Linked DNA regions of Gadus morhua: region 1 is linked to region 2. The links are chromatin contacts, called in public Hi-C maps. All regions are on one chromosome and are shown on one strand. Each heading gives the region's core, a stretch centred on a gene start, on an enhancer-like site or on the middle of the called end of the contact. The rest is flanking DNA. Distances are from core to core; before and after follow the strand shown.

What was found. A called contact is a pair of places that touch in the nucleus more often than the background predicts.
Region 1: a contact with region 2 is called in a Hi-C map of gill, with 7 times the contacts expected there. The contact joins the promoter of smx5 here to the promoter of tprg1 in region 2. A contact is called at or near these places in 6 of 6 Hi-C or Micro-C datasets (blood, gill, gonad and 2 more).

Annotation. Positions count from the first base shown.
Region 1 is chr12:12,161,768-12,166,514 of gadMor3.0, reverse strand. smx5 reads left to right here and starts at 1,779. Exons shown (of 5, transcript XM_030372244.1): 1 at 1,779-2,076; 2 at 2,312-2,379; 3 at 2,761-2,791; 4 at 2,895-2,954; 5 at 3,474-4,367. The coding sequence starts at 2,074. The coding sequence ends at 3,599. inpp5d (inositol polyphosphate-5-phosphatase D) reads left to right here. Exons shown (of 27, transcript XM_030372190.1): 26 at 1-207; 27 at 962-1,389. The coding sequence ends at 974.
Region 2 is chr12:11,988,544-11,993,931 of gadMor3.0, reverse strand. It overlaps tprg1 (tumor protein p63 regulated 1), which reads left to right and starts at 2,162. Exons shown (of 6, transcript XM_030372235.1): 1 at 2,162-2,368; 2 at 2,666-3,077; 3 at 3,352-3,443; 4 at 4,405-4,581. The coding sequence starts at 2,679.

The DNA of each region.
Region 1 (4,747 bases), core at 530-3,029, 170 kb before region 2:
GCCGGCCTCCCTGGCCCCCGGGCCCAAGAGGCCCGTGGTGCCGCAGCGGTCCGAAGGGGGCGTGGTGCTGGCCGCGCCCCGCCCCCCGCTGCCCATCAAGAGGGCCGCCCTCCTGGAGCCCCAGCCCCTCCACAAGCCCCGGGAGCCCCGCGACCAGCACACCAGGGCCCCCGCCAGACCCAGCCAGTCCCTGCCTGCCAACAAGCAGTAGGTAAGGCTAGTGTTACCGCTAGTGCTACTGCTAAAGCTACTGCTAATCCTAATGTTACTGCTACTGCTAGTTCTACTGCTAATGCTAATGCTACTGCTAGTTCTACTGCTAATGCTACTGCTAATTCTACTGCTAATGCTACTGCTAGTTCTACTGCAAATGCTACTGCTAATGCTACTGCTAGTACTACTGCTAACGCTACTGCTAATGCTACTGCTAGTTCTACTGATAATGCTACTACTAATGCTACTGCTAATGATACTGCTAATGCTACTGCTAGTATTACTGCTAACGCAACTGCTAACGCTACTGCTAACGCTACTGTAAATGCTATTGCTAGTACTACTGCCAATGATACTGCTAGTGCTACTGCTACTGCTAAGGCTACTGCTAATGCTAGTACTACTGCTAATGCTACTGCTAATAACATTGCTAATGCTACTGCTAGTAACATTGTTAATGCTACTGCTAATAACATTGTTAATGCTACTGCTAGCAGTACCGCACTATGCTGTATCATAGACCCACCTAGCTCCGCTGGGACAAACAGTGAGCACTGCTAGTACACTGCTAATGGTACTGCTAGTACACTGCTAATGCTACTGCTAGTATCGTATTATAGACCTATCCCTGCTAGGACAGTGCTAGGCACTGCTAGTACACTGCTAATGCTACGGCTAGTTTGTATTCAACTATGATGATGATGGTGATGATAACGATAATAACTGTAATATCCTTTTCTCCCTTTAGTGCACGTGAGTGAGGCTTGTGTGCATCAGGGCAGTCTCCCTGACGTGGACCTGTGACAACATCGGCCTCTATCTTGAAAGAACTTCTTTGTACAGTGTATTCATGTGAAAATGTTTTATTTGCTTTAATTCGAAGAAATATTTCATTTATGATTGATCACAGTTTGTTACTGTTGGGACAGGTTCTGGGCTGGAATGTTTAATTGTTTAATAATAGATCTTTCTGAGAACACAGCACAATACGAATGTTTTTTTTTTTCCTTTGATAATACGTATTTGTTTGATGAAATTAAGACAAATATTTCTCTAAACTGAAGTTTAGAGAAAATAATTAACTTTCCTCCCAAAAATGAGGCAAAATATATTGTACATAGTGATTCTACCTCTTAATAAAAATGTGTAAACTTCAATAAACTTTTTTTGATTCGATTTTTCTAAACTTTTAAAGATGATTTAGAGAAGATTTAAAACATATTATCTAAGTGTAATTTTATTTTTATTATCTATTATTTTCGGTGAAACTCGCTGCTCATTTCAGTTGACTCAACACCGCTCCAGGCTAGCTGCTGACCAATCAGGGCATGTGATTGGTTCCGGGAATCCATCTTGCTTGTCAATCACAGGTGCATGAAATGTAACACTTCTTAATGGTGGAGAAATAGAACAAGGAAGGGAGCAGAGAGGGGGGGAGTCTTGTTTTGTTCTCTAGTTTCAAAATCTCTTACTTTCTTTAGTTATTTTCTGTTCATTCTATCTGTGTCAAATGATTCAAATCATGCCTAGATCATCTAAGACATTTACCTCTTTCTCCATAAAAAGATAGGGATTAAAATACTTTGATTACTAAATAGTAATGCTGTGTTAGGGTGCTTTAGGTAAAGTCCTCGTCTCCTAACTTCTAGTTTCATAAAATCTTTAAAGTTTCCGTGAGATATCAGAACTTCTGGAAGTTACATGGAAACATTAGAACGGACCCCAAGCGGTGGTGTGGCGCCATCTGGTGGAGGTCTTTTTCCAACGCACCTTATGTTCCGCCGCTGAAATATGACGTCTTATTGAACGTCATCAGGCCGAGACGCCAGTCAACCAAACGATTGAAAAGGCGCCGGGACAATGGTGAGCATGTTTTAACTTTTATCTAATTCATTCATTGTTTCGGACCCAGGCTATTGTTGCAGTGAAGCCCTCATGTGTTTCATAGTGGAGAGCGTCCACCTGCGACGTGGTTTCGCTACTCATGGTGGCTGTTGGGTTCCCCCGCGTTGTTGCTCTCCCGGTCCATCATATTGAAGCCTAACGTTGATTCATAAACCATGATTTTCTAAATAAAGAAACTTATTTGTTTCCCCAGCTTTTCTACTCGTTCTTCAAGTCGTTGGTGGGGAAGGATGTGGTGGTGGAGCTGAAGAATGACCTCAGGTCGGTGACGCTGCCGCCGGCCTGTCAAAAGTGTCTTAATCATGTGTCCCATCTAATGATGTCTTAATAGTGTATCCTCCTGTTGGTCTATTTAAGACGGTCGTGAAACTATTGTTCCATCTGTTTTCCAAAATACTAATTTTTCCAACTAAAGAGTAACTTTGTGCTATCTGGACAAAATAAGTTTGCTCCTAAAACAACGACGCTCCACGTGAAGCCTCGTTAACAACCGTCACACAATCCGCCATTACCGTAAAATCTGATCTAAACATCAGCAGCGAACACAATGTGCATGCCTGCTAACCTCGCGGGCTGTTTAGGCGTTGGGATGCAGCTCTAGTTCTGTTTCTCAAACTTTCTCTCCACAACTTGTGTTCTCAGCATCTGTGGGACCCTCCACTCCGTCGACCAGGTGGGTTTGGAGATTAGTGAACATTGTTTTTTTCATTGATTATCGCTTCGTTAATATGATCCTTGACTAATGTTGTCGTCCTGTTTCCTTTCCCTTTGTGCAGTACCTGAACATCAAGCTGACAGACATCAGCGTCACGGACCCAGAGAAGTACCCCCACATGGTGAGACCATCTCCTCTGCTCCACACTCGCCCTAACGCCCTCAAGAGTAGAAGAATGACTATAGAATGCGATCATTAACGTAACGTACACAATTGCTTCAACTTGAACGTACGCATTAAGCAAATCGTACGCATCAAATAAAACGTAAACATTGTACACTTTATGTAAAAATTAATTGTACACTTTATGTAATGAGTAATCGTACACCTTATGTAAAAAGTAATTGTACACCTTATGTAAAAAGTAAATGTACTTTATGCAAAAAGTAACCGTACCCCTCATGTAAATAGTAACCATACTTCAGTAATCGTACACCTTATGTAAAAGGTAAACGTGCGCATAACGAAAAACGTAAACGACGTACACATTCGATAAAACCACGTACACAAGCTAAAAAGAACAACAAAATGCATGACGTATTATCCTCGCTGTTGTAAACTGTGTGAAGTCAACGTTGGTACGTAGTTGACCCCGTGACCTTGCGTGACGCGTTCCTTTTGGCTCCCCCCCCACCCCCAGCTGTCGGTGAAGAACTGCTTCATCCGTGGCTCGGTGGTGCGCTACGTCCAGCTGCCCGCCGACGAGGTAGACACGCAGCTGCTGCAGGACGCGGCCCGCAAGGAGGCCATGCAGCAGAAACAGTGATGGCTCCCGGCCGTCGCCACGGCGACGAGGAGGAGGAGGGGGGGGGAGCGTTGGGTTGTCGTGGTCGCAGGCGGAGGTTGGACCGCTCCACTCTGGAGGGGGGAGAGGGGTCGGACCGCTCCACTCTGGAGGGGGAGAGGGGTCGGACCGCTCCACTCTGGAGGGGGAGAGGGGTCGGACCGCTCCACTCTGAAGGAGGAGAGGGGTCGGACCGCTCCACTCTGGAGGGGGAGAGGGGTCGGACCGCTCCACTCTGGAGGGGGAGAGGGGTCGGACCGCTCCACTCTGGAGGGGGAGAGGGGTGTCTACCAGTATGGGGAGGGTGTTCTCGGACCACCGCTTGTGTTTCATTTCCTTTTTTATTCGTACAGAGCTTGGCAAGGGTGTGGAGGACGTGTTGGGTATAAGATGGTTGATTCCACGTTTTCTTGTCCCTTTTCAGGAACGACAACATTTAGTTTGTGCAGCCAATGACTGGCCGGTTGTTACTTTTGAAATATTTGGTTTACATTTGCTATTTAGAAAGAAAATACAGATTTGGTTTAAACGCTGACCGCTGGTTCTATTTGTCCATGGTAATAGAATTAGTCTCTGAGGGAAATGGTCTGAGAGCATCCTGACTCAACAAGGTCGTAGATAAGATGCATCAAGAATTATTTCTTTTTTTACCATAGAAGACTCTTTGTAAGTATTTCTGTTTGACGTTTGATGGCTGTTTTTCTATGTAACCGTCGAGGACTTGATTAAAATGTTTTGCCATGAATGCAATCTGTCTACATTCTTATTTAGTGACTGTTGCCATGGCAATGTGTCACGAGAGGTGACCCTGACGCAGCCGATGAGATATTTTTAACAGCTCTCGGTTAATGGTTGTTTCACCATGTGTGACAACACTAATGGGAGCGGACACAACGTCAAACAACTCCGTGCGTAGAAATCCTCTACAATAAAACGTAATTGCGTCAAACCTGAAAACATTGTACATTTTAGACTAGAAAGTAACTTGAACCAGAACAAAGATTAACCCCTTCGACACCTGCCGAAATCAAACATTTTTAGCCTCCTTTGACTTGTATTTGACGTATATTTCACAGGGATTACATGCATTCCTACCACTTCATGTATTCCTAGCAACCATCTTTCAGGCC
Region 2 (5,388 bases), core at 913-3,412:
CGCCCGTAGATGTGTCAAGTTGGTGATATCTCGGATTACTGAACGCAACACATGGATACAACCAGACCGGCCGTCGGTCCACACACGCTGCTCTGCGTCAAAGAAACATTTACATTTAGGGCATTTAGCAGACGCTTTTATCCAAAGTGACTTACTAGAAGTACATTTGTCAGAAGAAAGAGATAAAACAATATATATCGCTGTCGGTACAGCAAGGACGTTCAGAGAATCAATTGCCAAGCACTAACAATCACTAGGGTCACCCCATTCCCTGTATACAACAAAGATAGCTAGGAGAAGATGCTATACAATGCCAAGTACTATAAGTAAGTGTGTACATTAATTGCCAGAACGTACAACGTACAATAATTGCGTAAGAGGGCAGGCTATTCAGAGTCTAGGTGAACTCTGAACAAGTGATTCTTGATGTGAGTCTATTCATGCACATTTTTCCACCCGAACATAAATCGGAGGTCGAATCAAACATCTGTATCAGGGTCTTAGCGATCAGAGGTGCGTGGCCTCAGCCATGAGTGGACTTCACACATCACACATGAGTAGTTCTTGTGTTATTGAACGATTAAATCCCCCACTTCAGAAACTTCTCAGCGTTACTCTAATCAGTGCCGGTTAACTCATTAGTGGTTATGAGCAGATGATTACTCGGCCTAGATACAGAGAAGGAGATGATACTTGAGTTAATTATACTTTAATTAATACTTGTAGGCCTATGTATGAGGCCACAGGAGATTTTTTAAGTTGTGTTTGCGCAACACGTTTAATGGTGAATTAAACTTTGGATGATGTTCAAAATATCACAATGGCGGCAAAGAAACTCGGATCAGAAAAGTGAGATTGGTTGATTTTGGTTTTAGGTTTCTAATCACGCAAGACAAATTCAGCAATACACTTGTACAGTAAAAGGCGAATACAATCATTCTTAAAGGTTTCATTGTGTGACATCTAAATATGGCTTAGCGGAGTCATGGAAATCCCATTATTGAATCCTGTGCATTTAGCTAAAAGCAGCGCGTCAGTAGGCTACGTGGGAGTAGCTTATAGCCTAGCATAAGCACTGAAGGAAAATCTTTCGAAAGCTGTCAACCTTATTCGGATGGGCCCAGATTACAAATGAATGGCTTTTAAACTTCTAGTAAGGCCCAAGAATGGCTGCTTGACAGACGTGTGTGTTAAGGCGTCGAGAACACTACACGCTGTCAGGAGGAATTAGAGTAACGGTGGGAGACGTGCAAAGGCGATATTTCCGTCTTCATTTTCCAGAGTTAGACGGGGAATCTGCGTCGACGTTTCACTTTGTTCCAGCGCTGATGGACTGATTTGGAATTTTAGGAGGAACCTAATCTTAAAAATAATCCCGGAAAATACCGCCTTTGACGAACGTTTGTGTGTGTCTGTTTGTGTATGTGTGTGCATGTGTTTTCACCATTGTTTATTTAACTGGGAATTTAAGCTTGTAGAACAAAGTGTGGTTTATAGCGCTGGAGAAATGCTTAAAATACAACCGATAACCGTACCTTGTTTTATTGATGAGACCGACCATACGCCTAATATTTTAAACGTAAGACCATTGTGACATTCAAGGTAGTATTTCATTTTATTCGATGTTGGCATTTGATATCAGATCAAATTTGAGGTGTAGGCTAATAGCAGCAAATCTCAGAACAAAAAGTGAATATAATAAAACGCAAGTGTTTTTACAATAAAATGGTTAGGGTTTTTTATTCGAACATTAACATTGAATGAAATTAAGTAAAATCGAAGACTGAATTCAATACTATTCCCTACCTGACCAGAAAGGACCATATCAGTAGGTACTTTTGGGGTAGCCTACTCTTCCAGGGGGGGGAATAGCTTCTGTTAACAGAAAGATAACCGTTTACAGATCTAGACACAGCCAGCTAGTCAGACAAACTATACATTCAAGTAAAAACAATATAAAACCTGCAAATATAGATCTTGGGGCTTCACTAAAAAAATAGTAGGGCTTCACTATAAAGTGGCTCAAGAAATATCTGAGGAAATAAATGTTGGCCTACTATAGCAAATAAATCCAAGTGTAATGTAATGTTAGACATTGACCCAGAAACACATGCACTGTCACTGGGCGGAGGCAGTCGGCCAATCGATTGCGTTCAACATCCTGATACAGTCTGGTCATCCGGAATCACGTGAGCTGTGTGCAGAAAGTGATGAAAACAGGAGAAAACAGAGCCTTGGAGAAACGAAAGTGAGCAACAGGCCGTCCCCGCCCCGTCAACCGCTGTCAGGAACCCGGAAGAGAGCACCTGTTCTCTGCGTCTCGGTAGTGCGTTTAGTCTGCGGAAGATCAATAATACTGCTTAGAAAGGTAAGCCTCAGAGACAACATGACAATAAACGGGCTTCATTCGGGTCATAGCTGGGTTAGCTGTTCCAATGATTGAGGGTATTTTAACGTCTACCCTTCCGCGTTTCTTCAACAGTGATTTTACTTTTTGTTCAGAATGTAACATTTAGTGCAATAACCGTGGGAAGGGTGTTTTTAGGATTTTGATAAACCCACTTTACATTTTATTTTCTAAATGTTAGCAAAGCAGCATAAGAGACTGAGGTGAAAAGTATGTTAAACCCGCGAATTCCTCTCCCCAACCAAACCTGTTGCGCAGCCTAACGAGAGCCATGATGAACGTCGAGGATGAGGGGGTCTCCAACGTGGACCTGGGAGACGACAAGGAGGAATTGGTCTCCACCTTAGAACTGGGATCCAATGAGAAGGAAGGGGTCTCCAGCCTTCAACTGGGAGAAGTCAAGGAGGAAGGAGTCTCCACCGTGGATCTGGGATCCAATAAGGAGGAAGGAGTCTCCAGCCTTCACCTGGGAGAGCCGATCTCGCCTGAATCCCCTTCGGTTGATGAAGGTTACCAGCCCGGCTCGCCCTCCATGGGGAGCCCGGAGGACGAGGAAGCTCCTCCCAACAGCACCCCCGTATCTGGCCCGCCGCTCCAGGCCCAGGCTGCTGGGAACCGTTGGGTGTCCGCCCTGGACCAGTTCAAGATGAAGAGGTTCTTTGTGTTGAGGGTGAGAACATCAATGTGTTGTTATGAAAAATAAAGTGTCGATATGAAATGAATAGTTAATATAACTAAGGCCTTAAAAACACATCATTCACTTTTATTTGATCTTACTTTTATCAAATTTAACTCTGTATTATTGTTTGACGAGTCAAAATCAGAGGGGCAAGAATCCCATTTTTTCAATGAACTGCAGAGGTGTGTATTTGAGTGTCCGCTGGAAGAGGTTTTATTGTGAAAAGCCCTCTAATCGGTTCTGTTTCCGGTTCGCTGCGCCGCAGCCCGGCACCCTGACCCAGGCCATCGAGGACATCACGGCCCTGGTGGACAAAGACCAAGATGGCGCCGTCCAGGGCCTGTGGCTCATGGCAGAGTGAGTGTCAGACCGCGTCCTCCCACCAGTTCACCAAACGAAAGCCTGGCTTCTACTTGTCCGGGGTCGATTAAGAAACCCCGTAGGTCGGGAGTTCAACCAGTCCAGCGCGCGGAGGCTGCGGTTGCCATGGGTTACCGGTCCCTCTCGTCCGGGGATGTAAAAGCAGGGCAACGGGACCAGGATGTCTGTACTGCAACGTTCTCCACTTAATTCATGAGGACCGGTGTAGGAGGTTCACATGTATGGGAGTCTTCATCTTCACGTCATTATGGTCACCAGACATCCCTGAGGGAGAGACCTGTGGCGATGCTAGTGGGCTCTGAGTCCCAGCTGGAGAGGTCACGCACACACGGTGTCGAGGCCCGGGGAGTATCATTGGTTTGACCCGGCAGCTGTCTGTTCGTCAGACTAACCTGTTGCATGTCAACAAACTGGGAATCGGTACCCTACCGTTGTCGTGGGCCAAGCAGTTGGACAGCGAGGGAAATAGGGCTGTGTTTATTCAGAAGTTTTGGAATCAAGTCTGGGTTAAAAACACAAGACGGTCTGAGGAAGGCAAACTTGATTGATATTTTACCTAAAAGTTAAAACTAGGTTTCATTCTTTTGTTGTTTATGGTGCTGCTACTGAGTGTCGAGTAGTGCACTTCACTCTTTATACCGGCCAACAAACAGCCATCCCATTCAAACTTTGTTCCCCATTTCAAGAGTTACTCTATGCTCCCTGCATGACTGTCAATTATTACTTCAAATATCTTGTATAACTTGTAACCTATTTATATGCAAAAATAGTAGAGCTGGTTTGCTCCTGTGACGTTCTGGTCTTCTGATGTTCTGGTCTTCCGGTCTCAGGATGTAATTGTTCTCTGAGGTTCTGCTCCTGTGACGCTCAGGTCTTCTGGTCTTCTGATCTTCTGTTCTTGGTTGTGTGTGTGTGTGTGTGTGTGTTCTTTGCTCAGGGTAGACCACTGGAACAACGAACGGGAGCGTGTGGTGGTCCTGACAGACAGAACCCTTCTGGTCTGCAAGTACGACTTTGTGATGCTGAACTGTGAGAGGATCCACCGTATCCCTCTGAACTGCATAGACCGGATCTCCCACGGAGACTTCAGCTTCCCCAAACACTCCCTCCTCACGTGAGTTCCCCAAGCACAGCTAACTATTATGTATTCAAATAATATTCTAACATATCAGTGTTGTACAATAATATTAATACTATGAATAATGTTATAGTTGTTGTAATGTTATGAATAATGTTACAGCGTCCCCCCTTGAAGTATTCATACTCTTATAAAGTTGTAAGTTCCACAATGTCAAATTTAACGCCTTGAAAGGGGTTTGGTTTAATTTGCGTACGTTTTATTTTAATGCAACACTTGAATTGAATTATGTATTCAAAATATTGTGATCAAGTTTATTCACTTCGGATTCTTAGTCGTAACACCTTTTCATCCTTTTGTTTACATTCTTGCATGCACATCATGCTAATGACTAACATTTAGTTGAATGGCTCACGAAACTCTTAATCCATGTTAATGATTATCCATGGCACTCTCATGGCACTTAAACTCTGTAATGTTTATCGCAAGGAATCTGTCCATCTGTGCCACTGGAAACCACGAGTTTGCGTGTCACCATTTGTGTGTGTGTGGGGGGGTGTGTGTGTGGGTGTGGGTGTGGGTGTAGGTACAGGAGCTCTATGTTTGCATAGCTAAGCTCTAATGTTCAGTCACTCCTTCTTATAGTGCACCTGGCAGCAAACCCTCTCCACCCAGAACACAGTAAACATTCAAACACAGGAAACCTTCAAACACATAGGTATTGTGGAGTGGAGGGAACACTATCTGTGGTGGGGACCGTTCTGTCCGGGTTGCTAAACACTTCCTGTTTTGGGTCTACCTGGAGAATAGAGGGCGTGTACCCCTTCTGTCAGCCCTTATTTA